Linked DNA regions of Rattus norvegicus: region 2 is linked to region 1. Evidence: chromatin contacts called from public Hi-C data. All regions are on one chromosome and are shown on one strand. Each heading gives the region's core, a stretch centred on a gene start, on an enhancer-like site or on the middle of the called end of the contact. The rest is flanking DNA. Distances are from core to core; before and after follow the strand shown. Region 1 overlaps Ift122 (intraflagellar transport 122). Region 2 overlaps Plxnd1 (plexin D1).

What was found. Hi-C and Micro-C count contacts between places; a contact is called where the count stands out from the background.
Region 2: a Hi-C map of psoas muscle shows a contact between it and region 1, with 2.8 times the contacts expected there. The contact joins two enhancer-like sites. A contact is called at or near these places in 6 of 12 Hi-C or Micro-C datasets (Schwann cells, frontal cortex, kidney and 3 more).

What each region holds. Positions count from the first base shown.
Region 1 is chr4:150,623,233-150,627,107 of GRCr8, reverse strand. It overlaps Ift122 (intraflagellar transport 122), which reads right to left. Exons shown (of 29, transcript NM_001309521.1): 16 at 1,686-1,739. Among named protein-coding and RNA genes, the nearest start is that of Rho, 28 kb to the left of the region's middle. Within about 2 kb of position 2,582, at least 18 of the 93 cell types and tissues checked have an H3K27ac peak or open chromatin away from gene starts, as enhancers often do.
Region 2 is chr4:150,678,210-150,681,630 of GRCr8, reverse strand. It overlaps Plxnd1 (plexin D1), which reads left to right. Exons shown (of 36, transcript NM_001395052.2): 26 at 360-506; 27 at 634-790; 28 at 1,195-1,298; 29 at 1,375-1,438; 30 at 1,866-1,900; 31 at 2,118-2,222; 32 at 2,425-2,588. Among named protein-coding and RNA genes, the nearest start is that of H1f8, 14 kb to the right of the region's middle. Within about 2 kb of position 1,965, at least 26 of the 93 cell types and tissues checked have an H3K27ac peak or open chromatin away from gene starts, as enhancers often do.

The DNA.
Region 1 (3,875 bases), core at 1,333-3,832:
GCTGGAGACAGCATGCCTCACCAACGACAAGAAAGAATTTTTGAATCTTCACATAGTGCGGGCTAATCAACCAATGAGCTGACATCTAAAACATAAGAGTGAATCTTGTAATCTCTTGTAGTGAGGTAAGTGTCAGTTGGTGTAGAATGTGGCCACAGAAGGACATGATTGTGAAGGACTGTCCACATGGACAGATTATTCTGCCACCTCTATGCTATCATCCCAGGTACTCAACAGGAAACCACTAAGGCACACAGTTCCCTGGTTAGCACTGGCTAGCATCCAGCCAGAATCCAGAAGCTGAGGCCTCAGGACAGTCACAAGAAATCAATTGAGTGCTCTCTGCTTTTCCCCAGAAATAGTTCCTTAAGCACAATTCTCAGTTCACAGACCATAAACAAAGGTAGACCATTTGAACTAAGACATGACAAGTGGTAAGAGTCAGCTCCCTCCCTGGCCAGTTACTTTTGTGCAAAGAAAAGTGATATTCTGTAGCCTTGGATAAAGACTCCAAGGGCCCCACTGGCTACCACCAAGCATCATCCCTGAGAGCCAGCAGCATGAGATAATGGCATTCAACTAGCCCTTGCCCACCTGTGTGGGAGGAGACTGACAACCAGTGATCTGCTGGGTAGAGGGCCAGGGAGGGCTCACAAGGCAAAAGTGGCAACACTTGGGGAAAAGCAAGGGAACAGTGTGGGTCTCCCCTGAGGTTCTGAACATGGGCATGTGCCCTGTCCTCTCCTAACTTTCCTTTCTCCACCACTGAGCAGGGCCAACATCGAGCCAAGGACTTTGTACACATCCCTCATGACTCTGGTTGCATAGGAACAGACTCAGTGAACAACAGCTACTGGACTGTAGTCTCCCTGTCTCAGCTCTGCTGGCCCCTGCCCTCGCCACCCCACACAAGGCTGAGGCCCACGATAGATAAGTGTTTACTTTGCTCAACTGAGTTGGAGGGGCAAGACATTTGCAATTTCTTCACTGCTTCCTTCTGGGAGCTCCAATGTGTCTCACATTCCCTTAGCCTCACAATAAATCTGTTCAGGAGAAAGAAATGTGTATGCCTTTTTTACAGACAGACAGCACTGAGATACACAGAAATTAAAAATAGTGTCTTCCATCACCCATAAATGGTGCAGTCAGACCAGATTCTTTAGCCTACCACAGGCCTTCTGGGCAGGAGGATGCCTTAGTAGGCCATGTTGGAAACATTTGGGAAATGCTTTATTCACTGGCAGATTACTTACATCCAGGAGAATGGCAATAGCTACTCATTCCAGAGTGGTATACCAGGTTCTAAGAGCCTAACTCTGCCTTACAGCAGTACCAGAGAAGGATTGACCCCCATCTTGGATTTTTGCAACAGGGTTTCTCTGTGTAGCCCTAGTTGTCCTGAAACTCACTCTGTAGACCAGGCTGGCCTTCAACTGAGAGATCCACCTGTCTCTGCCTTATGTACTGGAATTAAAGGTGAGCACCACCGTATAGATCCCATCTTAGGAACAACGAACCAAAGCTTAGAGAGACCCATACCTTCTGTCTTATTCAACTTCTAAGTGACTAATCAGGGTTGCTTCTATGTGGCCCCTCCATCCCCCAGAGCAGACTCCAGGGCATCCCCATGTCTTCAGGATTACTAGCCACTGCATCCTGTGACAGAAGATGCTTTCAACAGTTACCTCAATAGTGCTGATCAGTTCTAGGTATCGAAGATCTTGGACTCTGGTGAAGGCCTATGGGAAAGCAATAAGAAAGAGTCAGCTGCCTACTTGTTCTCCACAGGCTGATGGGGGTAGGACACATCAAGCTCTAAAAAGAGAGCCAGCAAGCGGGGAAGGGAAACTCGATTCATCATTGTGTGCTTGGGAGGTGTGCCACCCAGCGAGGCTCAGCCTGTCTTCATCTCAAGGATTAGTCCTTACAAAGAACTGTAAAGAAGTCCTGGGAGCATCAATCATTTTGGGATTAGGTAAAACAGAACTATGATCCTGTAGTCTACAGTAGAACCCCTTGCCAGACAGACATTGCTCATAATGGAAAGGCAAGCCAGGCTGATTCCAGTCAATGGCATCTGCAGAGTAGGCAAGACACACAGACAAGAGCCTGCATGCTTCTCCCTTTGATTTGGATGGGCAGCAGTAGACAGCTCTGCTAACTCAACGGTGCCACACACACAGAGCACATAGGGAGAGGAGGGAAAAGCTCAGGAAAGCAGTTCTGAAGGAGGAGGCAGAGAATAATCGCCTGGTCTCTACAAAGTAAACTTGCATGTTAATCCTGAATATGTATCCTCTGCTTGGACTCCCGAAGGGGTAGAGACTTCTGATGCATGGATTTCTAGGTTGTGAGGGTCAGACAGATTGGTGCCAGTGAAGTGCCTTTTGCTGCTTTTGGGTACCACAAGGAACTTAGGGGAACTGAACCTCTGTGTATTTTGCTGGCAACATCTCTGCCAAGCTGTGCTTTCTGTGTTGTTCATGTGAAATGCACTGACACATGCCCAGAGCAGCAGCTTCTGAGCCATTATGGTTTAGAATGCACAACAGCCTTTGGCCACTGCTAAGCACCCTCTATGCTACAAGAACGGGGAGTTTCCGGCTGCCTCACAGATGGCCACAGGGTGATTTCATCCTTCTACCCTACAGGGCCGGGATCTATTCAAAAGCTAGGGACACAGGAATTTCTCTTGGCCCTGGTCCCCTTCCCTAGTCCAGGGGTTCACAGTGGAAAGGGGAGGTTTGGCAGCTAAATCTCCCTTAGCCAAGAGCTACCCAAGTCTGAAGCAGATACCCTAGGGAGGACACTTCCTGTCTAAGCATGAGCAGTGGCAGACAGCAGGATTAGGCAAAGCACTGCCCGAGAGGGACCTGGCAAGGGGCTTTCTTTCTGAAACAAGACTTACTATGTTACCTAGGCTGACCTTGAACATCGTCACTCAAGGGCTCTTCCTGCTGCAGCCTGCAAAAAGCTGCGGGCCTGGGGGTGTGTGTTACAGGCACATTGCAGTGCCCAGTACTTGGCTTTGCTTGAGGAACTGGTAAAAGGGTCAGTCAGCTAGTGTGAACAAAGTAAAAACTGCCTTCCTGATTTGTGTCTTGAAACACATAAAGAAGTAGGTCCCTGGTAATGGGCAGAGTAGGAAAAAGACTCAGGTCTCAACCCAACAGGACCTTGAGCTATTTCCTTCCTATGAATGGGCTTCAGCAACCTTCTTTGTGGTCAGGCAAGCAAGTGATGCCTTTCCAAGGGTCTTTCCGGTTCTGAGCACTGGACTCTTGAGTTTGATACATCTGTCACTGACATCCTTCAGCCCTGATACACTGCAGAATCAGGGTGCTATTCGGAGTGGTCAGTCACAAGACTGTGAATAACTTCCACAGTGGGAAGTGGGGAGCAGGAAACAGATGCAGCTGGCAGTGCTAAGTAGCTCTCCTGTGCCATCTAGTGGGGGTACCCTTCTAGGCCAGGCCCCTCCATCCACAAGTCTGAGTCCTGAATGACTGGCATCCAGGGGAGAGGAAAGCCAAGGATTAAGACATCAGTTAAAGTCCAAAGCTCTATGACTTTCCTAAATATGCTGCCCACAAGAAATATACACATAATTTTCATTTGTCAAGTAAAATGACTAAAGAAATACCATCTAACAAAGAACCCAGTGCTTTGATATGATCGTGTCTATTCTCAAGTGTTCTGGGATGCAAGGTGGGGTATGAAATGAATAGAAGGTTATAGCACAGTTTCAGTTCCCTTTATCTGAACATGTGCTCAACGACTCACAAAGGCCATGTGCTGAGTGGTACAGGCCACTCTTAGGCTCTAGGTGTGAAGGGTAACTATCTAGAGGGAAGGTAACTTTATTTCTAGCTACA
Region 2 (3,421 bases), core at 716-3,215, 55 kb before region 1:
CCTCCATCTTGGGTTTCCCGAAGGCTTCTTCTCACTCCTGCTGCTGCTCAGCTCTATCTGGGCAGACTCCAACTTTGTAGAAAGGCTCTGTCTCAGGCAGAGGAGTACATGGGTCAAGTTCCATTTTACTTGTTCCTTCTGTGCATTGCTGTGCAGGGTGCTTGCCCTCTCTGAGCTTCAGTGACAAGGGCTGGTCCCTGGCTGGGATGCAGTGGAGACACCCTGGAGTGGGAGCAGGTATCAGCATCTGTAGGAGGCAGTGTGCGGGGTGCCAGCAGCCCAGAGCTTGGAGGCTAGAACACAGAGAGGAGAGTGGTGAGATGAGGTCCTGACCCCTGACCCCTGATCCCTGCTCACAGGAAACAGTAGGTGAGCCGTTCTTCCTGCTGTTATGCGCCATCAAGCAGCAGATCAACAAAGGTTCCATCGACGCCATCACAGGCAAAGCCCGATACACACTTAATGAGGAGTGGCTGCTGAGAGAGAACATTGAGGCCAAGCCCCGGGTGAGCCAGGGGCAGGGCACTTGTCCAGGAGTGGGCGGGTGCTCTTAGCTGGGCCATCCTGGCCTCCAGTCTTGACTGAGCCTTGTGATGACTATGGCCCTCAGCTGACACCCCCTCTCTTGCGCAGAACCTGAACGTGTCCTTCCAGGGCTGTGGTATGGATTCACTGAGCGTGCGGGCCATGGACACTGACACGCTGACGCAGGTGAAAGAGAAGATCCTGGAAGCCTTCTGCAAGAATGTACCGTACTCGCAGTGGCCGCGGGCGGAGGACGTGGACCTCGGTGGGCAAGGGCGGGCACCATGCCTGGCAGCTGGCCGCTGCAGCCTCTTTCCCTGTGTTAGTCAAGGCCCCAGGGTTCCCCATGAGGAAGAAACCCTGCTTCTGCAGCTGTGGGCAACAGCAGAAAGCAATCAAGAAAATCGTCTCAAAGAGAGCTTGGTGGTTGGGTTTTGAAGGGTGTGTAGGAGTCCTGGTCAGACCCTGTACCAGAAATTGTTCCTAAAGTTCACTCGGAACCAGCCCTGCTCTGGACTCTGGACAGTTGGGGTGCACAGCCGGGCTCCCAGAGGGCTGTGGCCTGCTTCTGATTCTAGGAGAATGGGAAGTTTCTTTTGCTGTGGCCCAGACTAATGACTGCCCCTAGGGCCACCTCTTCGTAGTCCTGATGCCCCTTTTCTCCTCCAGAATGGTTTGCCTCAAGCACCCAGAGCTACGTCCTCCGGGACCTGGATGACACGTCAGTGGTGGAGGACGGCCGTAAGAAACTGAACACGCTAGCCCACTACAAGGTACCTAAACTGACCCAGCTGCCCTACCACCTCTCCTCTAGCCTCAGACCTCTAACCTCAGCCTCTCCTCTGTCAGATACCTGAGGGTGCCTCCCTAGCCATGAGCCTCACAGACAAGAAGGACAATACCCTGGGCCGAGGTAAGTAGGCTTGTAGCTGGGGAGGTGGTCCAGGCGTGGTGGAGGGCGCTCCCTTCTTGGGCCCTTTCTGAGCTGTGCTGGGGGCAGCTAAGATGTGGAGAGGGGGTCCCCACCTCCATGCTGGAGCAAAGTTGATTGCTTCCAGCAACTACAGCAAGGCCCCAGGAGGGCACATGCCCTTCCAAGAGGCCTGGGCCATGGCCTGATCAGAGCTGGTTGCATGACCCGTGGGCTCCAGGCCACATCCCTGCCTCCAACCCTAGTCCACGTCCTCACAGGCCCTAGGCCCAGATCCATGGGGGTCCCAGGGTCCAGCCTGAAGTAGAAAGCCACATCTTGGCTCTCCCCCTAGTCTTCCCCACCCACCCCAACTCGGGTTACCTTCCCCACCCCCCTCATTTGTTTATCCTGTATTTCCCTTTTGCAGTGAAAGACTTGGACACAGAAAAGTATTTCCATTTGGTGAGTGCCCAGCCTCAGGCCCTGGGGAGCAGGGCTTTGCTGGGCGGGGCTTTGGCTTTCTGCCTCCCTTAGCCTCCAGGAAAATGCTCCTAGGCCCTGGGAAAAGCCAGAGTGGGTGAAGGAACAGGGGTGGGCCTGGTGCGGGGCAGCACAGGGCAGGCTTCCATGGGAGGACTGAGGAGGATGCCCTTGGGTACCAACCTGGCCCACCTTGCAGGTGCTACCTACGGATGAGCTGGTAGAGCCTAAGAAGTCTCACCGGCAGAGCCACCGCAAGAAAGTGTTGCCAGAGATCTACCTGACCCGCCTGCTGTCCACCAAGGTGGGCCCAACCTCCATCTCCACCCCTGGAGGGGCTTAAAGGGGGCCCTGTGCTCCAAGGAGAAGTCTGTATTCTTCCTGCCACCCCACTCCCCAAGTACACCCCCACCCCTCCAAGAAAGCATCATTGGCAAACTCAGTCAAGAATCTTGAGGCTCAAGGATGTTCCGAGGCTGGGCCAGTGACGCACATCTTCCCTGCAGGGCACACTGCAGAAGTTCTTGGATGATTTGTTCAAGGCTATCCTGAGCATCCGAGAGGATAAGCCCCCGCTGGCCGTCAAGTATTTCTTTGACTTCCTAGAGGAACAGGCGGAGAAGAGAGGCATCTCTGACCCTGACACCTTGCACATCTGGAAGACCAACAGGTGGTGACCAGGGGTGGGGTAGGGTGGAGGTGTGGGGGGCACCATGAGGTTAGGGCGCCAGTGGTACGATGGCATCAGGGCAGCCAAGGCACCAGGGCAAATGATGGCCTCACTTAGCTAAGGCAGAGCCTGCCTGGCCTGAATGCTTCTTGTCTTCAATCAGCTCCTACTTGGCCATTTGTCCGGTGAGAGACTTAGCACTCAGTGCTGCAGTTTCCCCTCTGTGAAGCCAGAAGGCATCATATGGGCTTGCCTTTGCTCCCCCTCATGCCACATCATACAGAGGGAAATGAAGGCCTAGAAAGCAGCAGTCATCCGGGTCCAAGGGCACACACTGGGAAGTGGCAGTGCACATCGGCTGGGACTCCCACGCCTACTCTGTAGCTTCCTTTGAGGCCCATCTTATTTCTGGGGTCACACACTACCCCACCAAGAAAGTCCGAAAACTCTTTTAAGTCTGCCCCTCAGAAATGCCTGTGCAAATTCAGTTGCAGATTCTCTTGGCTCTGGGTAGGGGTGGGGGAGCAGGCACCCCAGGCTCTGCAGGGTTGAGCAGGGGGGGTTGTCCCCAACCCTCTCTGGCCTCCTGAGGACAGTCAGCCCTGCCTTCTTCGTGCAAGGCTGAGTGGGGGAGGAGCGTGGATGCAGGCAGCAGGGTGGGGGCTTCTAATGAGAACCAGGAGTCTAGATGCGTGCGTGCGAAGGGGAGGAAGGTTCTCTGGGGTGAGGGTTGGCCTCTAGCTGGCAGGGGAAGAGTGACATACCCAGAGGCTGCAGGGGCCGTGAGGACCAAGCATTGTCTACTTCCCGGCCCCTCCACTGAGCTCCTGCTC